Regions from separate parts of the Zea mays genome. Here region 1 is linked to region 2. Evidence: chromatin contacts called from public Hi-C data. All regions are on one chromosome and are shown on one strand. Each heading gives the region's core, a stretch centred on a gene start, on an enhancer-like site or on the middle of the called end of the contact. The rest is flanking DNA. Distances are from core to core; before and after follow the strand shown.

The links. Hi-C and Micro-C count contacts between places; a contact is called where the count stands out from the background.
Region 1: a Hi-C map of ear shows a contact between it and region 2, with 3 times the contacts expected there. The contact joins the promoter of LOC103639087 here to the enhancer-like site in region 2. A contact is called at or near these places in 6 of 25 Hi-C or Micro-C datasets (ear, leaf and tassel).

What each region holds. Positions count from the first base shown.
Region 1 is chr9:131,280,316-131,285,687 of Zm-B73-REFERENCE-NAM-5.0, reverse strand. LOC103639087 (putative B3 domain-containing protein Os10g0537100) reads left to right here and starts at 3,195. Exons shown (of 1, transcript XM_008661883.3): 1 at 3,195-4,799. The coding sequence starts at 3,662. The coding sequence ends at 4,495.
Region 2 is chr9:131,102,915-131,109,016 of Zm-B73-REFERENCE-NAM-5.0, reverse strand. It overlaps LOC100382583, which reads right to left. Exons shown (of 8, transcript NM_001175313.1): 3 at 5,485-5,563; 4 at 4,866-4,927; 5 at 4,680-4,779; 6 at 4,521-4,562; 7 at 4,388-4,429; 8 at 3,842-4,202. The coding sequence ends at 4,038. Among protein-coding and RNA genes, the nearest start is that of LOC118473393, 26 kb to the right of the region's middle. Within about 2 kb of position 3,641, at least 10 of the 20 cell types and tissues checked have an H3K27ac peak or open chromatin away from gene starts, as enhancers often do. A contact at or near this core is called in ear and tassel, where this site is marked.

The sequences.
Region 1 (5,372 bases), core at 1,946-4,445, 180 kb before region 2:
GGAAAGAACAAAATGGATGTACGAGTCAAACAGAATGGAACTCGAGTACATGGTTGAGGTAAAAAAGTTTGTTGCCGTTGCGAAGAAACATTGAGAGAGTATGGGTCAAACTACAACTATCCGCCCGTGTGCTCACTGCAAAAACACGAAAGGCCATGAAGTCACCACAATGCTATCTCTTTTGTTAGGTTTGGTTTTGTCAAGGATCCATAGTCTGAACATTCCACTGTGAGAGAAGAGATGCTAGTGTAGGTGAATCATCATGTGGTAGAGGAAACTCATTGATGACAAATGCAGGTGGGCCACCAGCTGGCAACACCGTTGTTGGCGACAACAATGACACTGGTCATCGTGATTACATCAAAGTGGACAATTTGTTCAGTGATGCTGGTGACAAGGGTGGCGATGAGGATGTTGGTGCTACATTGCTAGAGCCTAAGGATGCGGAGCTTTTCGAGAACATAGCTCGCCTTAACGAAGATGACATTTTATCTAGGAACACGAGGTGGCTCAAAAATTTTAGAGAGATGAAGCCATCAATAATTGATCCGCTCTATGAGAATATCGATTGTCCGAAGCATATGACATCACTGCATTTTAATCTCAAGTTGCTTACAGTGGAGGACCGTCATGGTTTCTCAGACACTGGCTTCAACGAGATGTTATATGTACTTGTTGAAGCTTTTCCTGAGGGTAACAAAGTTCCTGTGTATACTTATTGGGCAAAGAAGTTGACCCGCCCAATGGAAATGAAACTTAAGAAGTTTGACGCCTGCCCTAACCACTTCATACTATATCGAGGTGAGTACGAGAAATTAGAGAGTTCTCCACACTACAACACTAGTCGATGGAAGACGAATGCTAGCTACCGCATGGAAGATGATCCCTCAAGTATGACGAAGAAGACCAATCAGAATTACCCGCCTCAGGATGAAGAGGGTTACACACTGAGGAGGAGTCCTGCATTGTTGATGTGGTATCTATCCATAATTGATCGCTTGTGTGCTCTATTTGGGAACTCCGAGGATGCCAAGCTAATATCCTGACATGCCTTAGATGACCGCAAGAAGGACGATGGCAAGCTGCGACACCCTTCTGTTGCTTGCCAGTGGAAATGTTTCGACAACTTGTTCCAGGAGTTTGGCGAATTGGCTAGGAACATCAGGTTTGGGCTTAGTACCGACGATATGAATCCGTTCGGTGAACTCAGCATCTCCCACTACACTTGGCCGGTCATCCTCACCATCTACAACTTGCCTCCATGGTTATGTCAAAATCGCAAATATCTTTTGTTGACAATGTTTATTTCAGGATCGAAGCAGCCTATTAATGATATAGATGTGTTCCTATAGCCATTAATGGAGGACATGCAAACACTATGGGAAAATGGGGTCGATATGATGGATCCATCCACCAAGGAGTCGTTCACTCTAAAAGCCATCATCTTTGTCACCATCACTGACTACCCTGGTCTTTTCTCGTTGTCAGGGAAGATCAAAGGAAAGATCAGTTGCATAGTTTGTCTTGACAATACTTGCTGCACTTATCTCAAGGGATCTTGCAAGACTGTGTACTTGAGGCACGTACGATTCCTCATGAAAGGGCATAGGTACCGAAGAGCTACGATGAATAGGTACTTCGACAACAATGACGAGCCACAACTTGATGAGCCAAAGAAGACGGAGTATGGGGAAAAGGTGTTTGAGATGGTGAAGGACATGGATCATATCGAGTTCGAAAAGAAGAAGAATGACGAGACCATGAAAGGGAAGAAGAGAAAGTTGGATGAAATGGAGAAACCATCAGTATTCGTTCCTTTTTAAGAAACAACTAATCTTTTTCAAACACTTATCGTACTGGAAAGAGCTACATGCGCCCCACACAATAGACTGTATGCATCTGTAGAGAAGAATGTCTTTGAAACTATTATCAGCGTGTTGCTAGACATGAAGACAAAGACCAAGGATGGACTCAAGTCATGCACTGATCTTGTCAACCTCAGCATAAGGCCAGAACTTCACTTGAGACAACATGGGAATGGGAAAGTTGAACTACCAGCCGCGACCTACAACCTAATAGATGAAGAGCAGCCAACGTTTTGCATGTATCTAAAGCAGGTGAAGGTGCCAACCAATTTTTATTCCAACATCAAAAGTATGGTCTTGAACTCTTGATGAAAGACCGCACGTTGACCAACTTCAACTCCCACGACTGACATTTTTTTGTAGTTAAACAATGACAAAATTATATATATCAACACGCAAAGGAGAGAACGATTGCTGTGCAAGCAGTCCCTATATGCAAGCATACAAGCGAATCATTTGATCCATTAGATTATGATCCAACGATAGATGCGGTCATGGTTTGTTAGGGTTCTTTTATAAAGATACTTGGCCTTTTGGTGGAAGGATTTAAGTGTTAAATGTGATATACGATTGAATCAATGATCATGATCTAATGGATCAGATGGTTTGCTTTGTATAACCGTGGTTGCCAGCAATGGAAACCAAGCGCATGAAATTCAGGAGAAGTGATAAAAAATGAGCATATGCATATGTATGCAATTTCGATTGTGCTCGCCGCACAGCTCAGACTATATAACACCACCATTGCAACAGCTGCACATGTTTTTGTGTGAAGCTCTAGCTGCTATAGAGAGGATGTACAGCACTACGGCAGGTCGGAACCTGTTGCAGTTAATTGCTTCTTCTATGCTAATAGATGTAAAGTTCTACTAGCTGCTAGAAGATGTAAAGCTGGGCATTGCAGAACTCAGTAGGACAGTAGCTACAGCAATCTCATGATCAATGAATATAGATCAAAGCATTGATAAAAACTAAAAAAAGAAGAAGAGAAAATGGAGTAGTACTGTCCATTATTCTGTGCCACGACCTACCGATCACTGCAGGAGAAGATATTTTCCCTACCTGCATCTCATCATTCATACAGTCAAGTGTCAACACGCAATTGCTGGATCACTGCAGCCGCGAGATCATCTCCATCCATCCATCCATGGATGGAGGAGCTAGCTAGAGAGGTGGGGGGATCCCAATAGGTTGAGCTGAGAGTGACATGCATACTCACATGATCTCAAGCCCTATCATTCGTCGCTCGTGGGCCCCACCCCTCACATCGACGGCCTATAGTCCCTCTCGCTCTCGCCCCTCCTCTTCCTCTCCCACCGGCCTCAGCTAGTAGTAGGATGCTAGATGCCGCTTCATCTTCCTCTTTAAGAAAGCTAGCTGGGGCTTGCTTTGTATTTCTCTTCCCAACCTTTTCCCCTCCATGTCTCATGTAAACTGAAGCCTACTGATCTACAACCACAGCGCCTTTGCTGAAGATCTCACAATTGCAAACCAAACACACCATTTTTCCCCGGCCTTTATCGGAGTATCCTTTGATCACCAGTCCTGTCCTGTTACAAGAACAAATAGCACTCTTTATCCAGCAGCTAGCCAACCACCTGCTATCCTAGGAAGTTCGACAGAGCTGCATCCACATATAATATTGAGCTAATCTAACCCTAAACCCCCTCCTAAAATAGTTGTGGCATATAGTACTGTTACATACTCCACCAGATCCCTGAAATAGCATACTAGTCAATAGTCAACAGCTGTAGCAGCAGCCGGAGCTCGCTCGAGAAGCGTGAGCGGGGAGCCCCATGGAGTTCACGCCCGCGCATGCGCATGCCCGTGTCGTTGAGGATTCCGAGAGGCCTCGCGGCGGCGTGGCCTGGGTGGAGAAGGAGCACATGTTCGAGAAGGTGGTCACCCCGAGCGACGTGGGGAAGCTCAATCGCCTGGTCATCCCAAAGCAGCACGCGGAGCGCTACTTCCCCGCGCTGGACGCCTCGTCCGCCGCGGCGGCGGCGGCGGCAGCAGCCGCGGGAGGCGGGAAGGGGCTGGTGCTCAGCTTCGAGGACCGGGCGGGGAAGGCGTGGCGCTTCCGCTACTCGTACTGGAACAGCAGCCAGAGCTACGTGATGACCAAAGGTTGGAGCCGCTTCGTGAAGGAGAAGCGCCTCGGTGCCGGGGACACAGTCTTGTTCGCGCGCGGCGCGGGCGGCGCGCGCGGCCGCTTCTTCATCGATTTCCGCCGCCGTCGCCAGGATCTCGCGTTCCTGCAGCCGACGCTGGCGTCTGCGCAGCGACTCCTGCCGCTGCCGTCGGTGCCCATCTGCCCGTGGCAGGACTACGGCGCCTCGGCTCCGGCGCCCAACCGGCACGTGCTGTTCCTGCGGCCGCAGGTGCCGGCCGCCGTAGTGCTCAAGTCGGTCCCCGTGCACGTTGCTGCATCCGCGGTGGAGGCGACCATGTCGAAGCGCGTCCGCCTGTTCGGGGTGAACCTCGACTGCCCGCCGGACGCCGAAGACAGCGCCACAGTCCCCCGGGGCCGGGCGGCGTCGACGACGCTTCTGCAACTGCCCTCGCCATCGTCGTCAACATCCTCCTCGACGGCAGGGAAGGACGTGTGCTGTTTGGATCTTGGACTGTGAAGACAATCAACATCCTCTAGCAAAAAGAAGGAGAAATTGGGTCGAGGAACTGATGGGGCACTGACACACGAACTGATATGGCTCCAGTACTGCATCTGCATGTGTAATTGTTGATGAATTGGTATTTCTTGATGATATCCTGCTCATATAATCATATTAGCTCATTTGTGCTTTCCGTAACTAATGTGTGTTTCTTCTCTTTTCTTGATTTGATCTTTGTTCCGAGGATATGATATCGATCTTGCTCATTATAAATGTACATATTCTGAATCATCTCTGACTAAATTCAGTAATTATTTAAGAACTGCACTGTTCACTCTGCAAGTCTGCATACGATATCAGTTAGCCCCCAATGTTTGCATATCTTACTGTTTGGGTCAGGTAATTTTGTAGTTTTGGTTTCTCGAAGCACTGTAGCCCCTCTCCGGGCAACTTCACAAGGCTCTCCCCCCAAAGCAAGGAAGCACCGTAGCAGAGGCAGTTAATGGATGACTGGATCAGGTCAGATCAGACCCTACCCTACTCTTTTTCCTAAACATCAGATGCTTTTCCATGGATATCTATACACTCCACTGCTGTATCCTCATGTCTGCAGCAGCTGTATTTACTATCATTCTTGGCTTGGTTCTTGTGCAATTCCTTCGCTGCTGCCCGCAGGCTGCCACACCTGATATTCTGATTCGCTTCTCTGCTTCCATTGCTCACTCCTGCATGCTGCAGCAGTGCAGCTCTTCCGGCCTGTAATATTCTTACAAGGAACCAACATAGATCCTGCTGGCTCGGTTCTTAAACGTTAAGGCCCTATTTGGAAGCTTAGTATTTTTATAGTTCTGAAGCAATACTATAGTAGGAGTATTTGATAGGAGTTTAGTATTTT
Region 2 (6,102 bases), core at 2,392-4,891:
GTGAAATTTTTCTTAGAGTAACCTTTCGATGTACTCGCAACTTCGTGTTGCTAGGGTACTAGCCATTTATATCAAAGTTCGCTTCATGTCGTTCAACAACAAAGAGAGCAACGTGTCAACATCTGGTTGAGCAATGTATAACTGAGATTTATAGCCTTAAATCATTTGGTAAGGTCTTATTGCTTACTAATAAAATCCCAATTTGTGATGTCTTTTGTACCAAAAAGCTTTCATGCATTATATATCTTCGGTTTGCTTCGGATAAAACTTTTATGCATGAGGAGGGAGAGCAAAAAAATTAACTTATCTGTGTTTTATTGTATTTCAATTTATTTTCCCAGATTTCGAAGCACTATAGAGCTTGATATAGTTGTTATGGCCACTTGGCGATATATTTATATAATGCCACACAACACAGTCAAATAAAATATAGGGCCAAACAAAATTGTTTATGAAGGTTGCGCATAATGTGACTTTAGGGGACTTGAACAACCCACCACAATCCACGCGAGTACAAGCTCTAGCGTCTGGTGTCAACGCGTGTGCGGCCATCAGGGCTACGACAACACAGCAAGCCTTCGTAATAAGCGCAACAGGCACAATTATGGTTCGGTAATTGGGGTACACGATAAGTCCACGCAACGTGCACAACAGGTGCATTTGTGGCTCGATAATCACGGCAGACAGGCAGTGCCTACAGGGCATGCGAAAAATACGCGACTCAGCGATGGCGGTCTGACTCAACGAGAGTGGTCCGATTAAGCAAGAGTGCGACATAGCAATCAAATGACGCAGCCAAGTTCGTACGACACAAATACTGTGTCGTGTTGCCAGGGCGCAGCCAGGGCTCAGCCAATGCCATAACTCGGTCGATTAATAACGTTGTCTGATCGGTGTGTCCGAGTACCCACTATACAATTTAATCGCTCGACGTGAGTCCAAAAGCTCAACACAATATAAATATTTAGAGCGATTTGAGTATGCCCTATATAGACTTTACATGCATTTTAATAATTTTCTGCTACGGTAAATAAAAGCAGAAAAATAAACACTAAAATTATTGCATGAGCATAACACATCAGGTGTAAAAAGCATTTTCCATATTTAAACATGTATTTTTCTACTAATTATTTACTGCAGGAAAATAATTAATTAAAGTAGAAATTATAACATAAAACATGCTTTATTTTTTTTTTATAATCTACAGCATGAAATAAATAAAAAATAAATGGAGGCTTTTCTTTCTTAGCCGACTTTTTCTCTATTTTTTTCTTCTTCGGCCGCTCCTACTGGAGCATTGATGCCCGCCATGCATGACATTTTTTTTTCACAATGGCAGCGAGTAGAGGCAGACGTGCAAGAACTTTTATGCTTATCACCATCTGTGCATGCATGCGAATCTTAATTTTAAGATAGACTGGTGAGACGGCAGTACGACACATCCTCCGGGCCGCTGCGCGCAACGATTTTTGCGGCGAGCTGTTACTGGATGCGGCTTTCCCGTGCAGGCCCAGGATTCTCACAAGAAACGCGGATGACTCAAATGTATCTGGTTGACGATCTGTTTTTACTGCCGTCCACCAAAACAAAGCTTCCAGATCTAAAGCTAACTGAGGAGCAAACCGAAGCCACCACAGTCAAAGAAGATCCAAGAATGACCCTTCCTCAACGCATTGGCACGGTGCGAGCACAACACCACGACGGTAATGGCAGTTCGTCGCGTATGGATCACAGCTCGTGCACATTAACATATTAAGAACAGTAAATATACCGTTCCATTACGTAGAGGAAAAATCGAAGCCTGACGCGTAGGACAGTTCGGCTAGGCCGGAGGACCTGCCGACTTGACGGAGAGTTGATGCAAATCTAATCCCGCAGCAACGTCGAGGTAGAGCGTGCTGATAACGTATTGAGAACTACGTTACCACGGATCACCAGATCCGCTCTCTTCCCTCCCGTCAGCAGTAGAGGCGCGAGAAGCTGTAGAGAACCCGTCTCCCTTCCCATAAGCACGACAGAGGAAACACACGAGACACATGATATAGGGTTGGGCCTCTGGCCTCTTTTTGATCTGTGTTACATGAAGTGTGTTACATGAAGGGGTGTACAGGTTCCTTATATAGAGATGTGAGACCCGGGCAAAGCCGGTATTTGCCCACATAACCCTAACTAGGGTTACTTAACAGTAACTATCAAATTCAGGTGTTACATTTCTTCTCCTCTCTCTAGTTTCCTTTCTCTTTTCTTTTAGTAGAGGATTGGTTATTTTATTTGGAGATGTAACAATACTTTAGTAAATAAAACTCTAAGGGAATAAGAATTGTTGCATAAACCATGAAAATAGTTTTAGATTTTTTTTCTAAATGGTGTTCTAGAATATGGTGCCTAGCATTAAATGTCTTGTCCATGCCACTTGACAAATATCATGACACATGTTCTACAATCTAGATTTTCTTGGCGCATTATGCTCCATAATTCATTGCATTAAAACTTAATTTAAACTACTTTGAAAATCTATCTAACGTAGGAGACTAGTGTTCACTACAACGTCGTAGATGCTTTAGTAGTGCTTCTTTGTACTTCGGATGATCAATGTTGACTAATTGTAATAGATACATGAAGTTGTACTAGCAAATAAACACTAAAATAAGTCTATTAAAATTTAAATAATTTTAGAGCATGATTTTAGAAAAATCTGAAACAAGTTTTGTAATCGAGCTAAAATAAATTATCTATGAATTTTCAAGGTTAAACCAGGTTTAAGTTTTTTTTTAAAATTGCATCATTTTTATGTAAAAAAATGTTTGAATATATTTTTATTATTCTTTAGCATTTTTTATAAAAAAAATTGAATTCGATTTACTTTCTTAACTTTCAACTTAGTCCGATTTCATACGACGCCACATCAATGACACTGTCGTCAAAACCGTTATGATAACAAAGTGACCTTTTTTCAAAATTTAAGAGGATTAGAGCATATCAAGACACTAGCCAAATATCTTCTCAAGCTAAATTCTAGCTACTTAATAGTAAAATAACTTTTCACAGCCTAGGCATCTAAATCGTGAAGCTTCTGACTCTCTAAATTAGCTCTCTCATTAGCCAAACTAACTTGCATGTTGAAGAGTCTTGAAATGAGATGCTACATATATAGTTTAATCTTTATGGAGAGGTAAATAGAGAATAAAAAATAAAGAGTCCCTTGAAAATGCTCTTAGGAAACTAGTTTTATAGATTAGTGTACTGATGTAATCGAATCAAATACGGATAGATATTACTCGTTTTATATGTGTTTTTATATTTTCTCGAGTTGTGTCGGATAAGATTTGAATGGATATCAACGTCTTAAATATTGAACTTTAATTATATGAATACAAATATAGATTAGATACTAAATACATGGACTCAGATGTCAACCCTCTTAGGCGGATTGATTACGTAGACCCCTAGATTAGTGAGAAAAATCGAACGAAAAATGGATTGGATTGATTACGTAGACCCCTAGATAGTTCATGGTGTAAATCAGACTTTTTCGGATCGGAAAATGGATTGTCCTTCTTCTCAAGGGCAGCTTGGCTCACATCGGGAAAAAAAAATGCCGCAGTGGCAGGCCGCGAAATCGGCCCGCTCCAGCGGAATTGTGCTTACATATCCCAGCAGTGCCAGTGTCCAGGTATCCCTTTCACCCTTTGCGTTACAATAACACTACACGTGTAGCCCGAGCGAGTTGTCGGCGTCGCATGCGATATGCCAAGTGAACTCTAAAGACTTCGGCAGCTGCGTATAAGAAAAGTAGCGCATCAAGCTTGGTTGGGTGTATCCATGGGTGGATTTCATTTTCAGGCCCCAGAAGGCTTGCAGCTAGCTAACCAGCCGTTTCTTGCATCCACATACTACAGATTTATTTTTATTTTTTTTACTTTTCAAGTACAAGTTTGCATACAAAAGTTGCAAATAAAACCATTGACGTGTGCCCTTCGATGCTTTAATTTCAGGGAGCTTATTCCTTTTAGCCGATCGAACTGAAAATCCGTGGTTCAATCAGAGTCCCGGTTGGAGGAGCGCTCCCTGCCGGGTAATCCTATGTACAGCTCCGTCTCCACGTCCATGTCATTGCTCGGTGCCGGCAGGCTACGCGGCCAAGGAGGGACACAGCGGTTCAGGTCCGGTGGCGCCTCCGGTGGAGACTGGAGGTTGCGCTGCTGAAGCCACAAGAACAGAACAGGCAGCACGTTAAGTTTTAGAAAACCACACATGATGGCTGTGAGACTGTCTTTCTTGCGCATATCATGTTAACGTTAAGAGTTTAATTTACAGTTTGCAATGTTATTAAAAAAACCCTACATGCCTTCTCTGCGGTTTTCAATGTTGTGTTCGTTTGATTTACCTTATCCCGCAACTCTTTGTTGTCTTGGAGCAGGGTCCTCTCCTGCAAGTTGTACAAGGAACAGCAGAGGTCAGGAATTGGTCACTAAGAGTTTCAGGATACTCTGGGGTCTGGGCTCTATGCGTTATCTTACCTTCTCCTTCAGCTTGGATATCTGCTGCTCCAGCAGTTGTGTCTGTGAAAACAAAAGGTAGGACGTGCATATCAACTTGGGCGAACAGTTTCTTTGTTATCGTAATACGCAGAAATTTTAGAGACTAGGGTTTATGTGACAACTGTGGCATTTACTTACCTTCTTCCCTCTGATGACGTGAAGGCTCTTCGCCAGTTTAACCTCCAGATTATGCAGTTCTTCAATGGAGCATTCTTCTAAATTTTCACCCAGAAACATTCTGCAACTCATGTCAAGGCGGTGAATTGATGGCCGTTCTGCTCTGAGGAATGTCATTAATCTTTAGTGAAATACATGATTGCTCACCGTTTGGTCTTTTCTAGGGCTTCGAGTCTACTTGCCAAGCTTACGGCATCTGCTTTGACTTGCTGCACTTTCAGATGATTGAATGTTAAAAGCTAAGTGCGCCATCACATACGTTCTGTCCTAAGTGTAAAACCCCAAATATCTAATGCAAGTTCCATCTTATATTGAGAGCACTGGCCTAATAACCTCAAGAAGATACTTTTACCCATGTTTTGAAGTGATGCTGTATAACATGACTTTAATGCTTTGGAGGTAAAAGTATTCACATGAAAATGTTGCCTTTATTCCTAACTCTTCAGTTAAGCGTTTAATCCATCTTCGTTGTGGTTTATATATATTAAAAACGCTCATGCAAATTCACTTTCTGGTTTGCTGTAATAAGTGAAGATGCAACAGTCAAAAGATGTGTTTAGTATATACAATCAGCCACATGAAAAGTAATAGAATCTGAAATAATGGGCAAATTAAGTATCTTCCGAACAAAAACATCTCATCAGTACAGAAAGAAGAAAAATAGTCTATCACTTCAGATATCCGATCGTGTAAGTACTAGTAGTAACTCATGTCTGTCATGATCAAAACCAGGTAGGTCATACATACTATACTGGGAGAACTTCACCTGTATATCTTGTTGAACAGTCTTGTTATTGACATTTTCCCTTGTGTATGTCCTGTAGCGGTCAATTGTTTTCTGGAGGCTGCAGAATGAAGCAAACAGTAAGAAAATAATAATATTTCCTAAAAAAAGCTAAGCATAACATATTAGTGCACCACACTGAAATTATTCTATCCCATCCAATCTATATTGCGTAGGAATAACCGAACAAGCTCTAAACTGCTCCAAGTGACCTATAAAATATCTTCCCCAGATTGATTAGCCCTTATTGATTTCTGGAACTAATGCAAATATATTGGTGATAAAGCAATGGATAAATATTGAACTTCAGCAACGGAAGTCTTCTGCTTCCAAGAAATAGGCCCTTCAGCATACCTTAGCAGCCTTGTGAAACATCTTTAGCATGAGACGAGAGTGAGTTACATACTTTGATATCATAATGTTTTTAACTATGCATACCTCAAGCTCACAATCAATCAGCTATGAGCAATTAATGACTAGATAATGTTTTTTATCTAGTCATACCTCAAGCTCACAATCAATCAACTATGGCAACAGCCTCTAAAATTTATACTATAAAATTTAAGGATTAGATCATATTATAATTGAGCTCTAATTCTA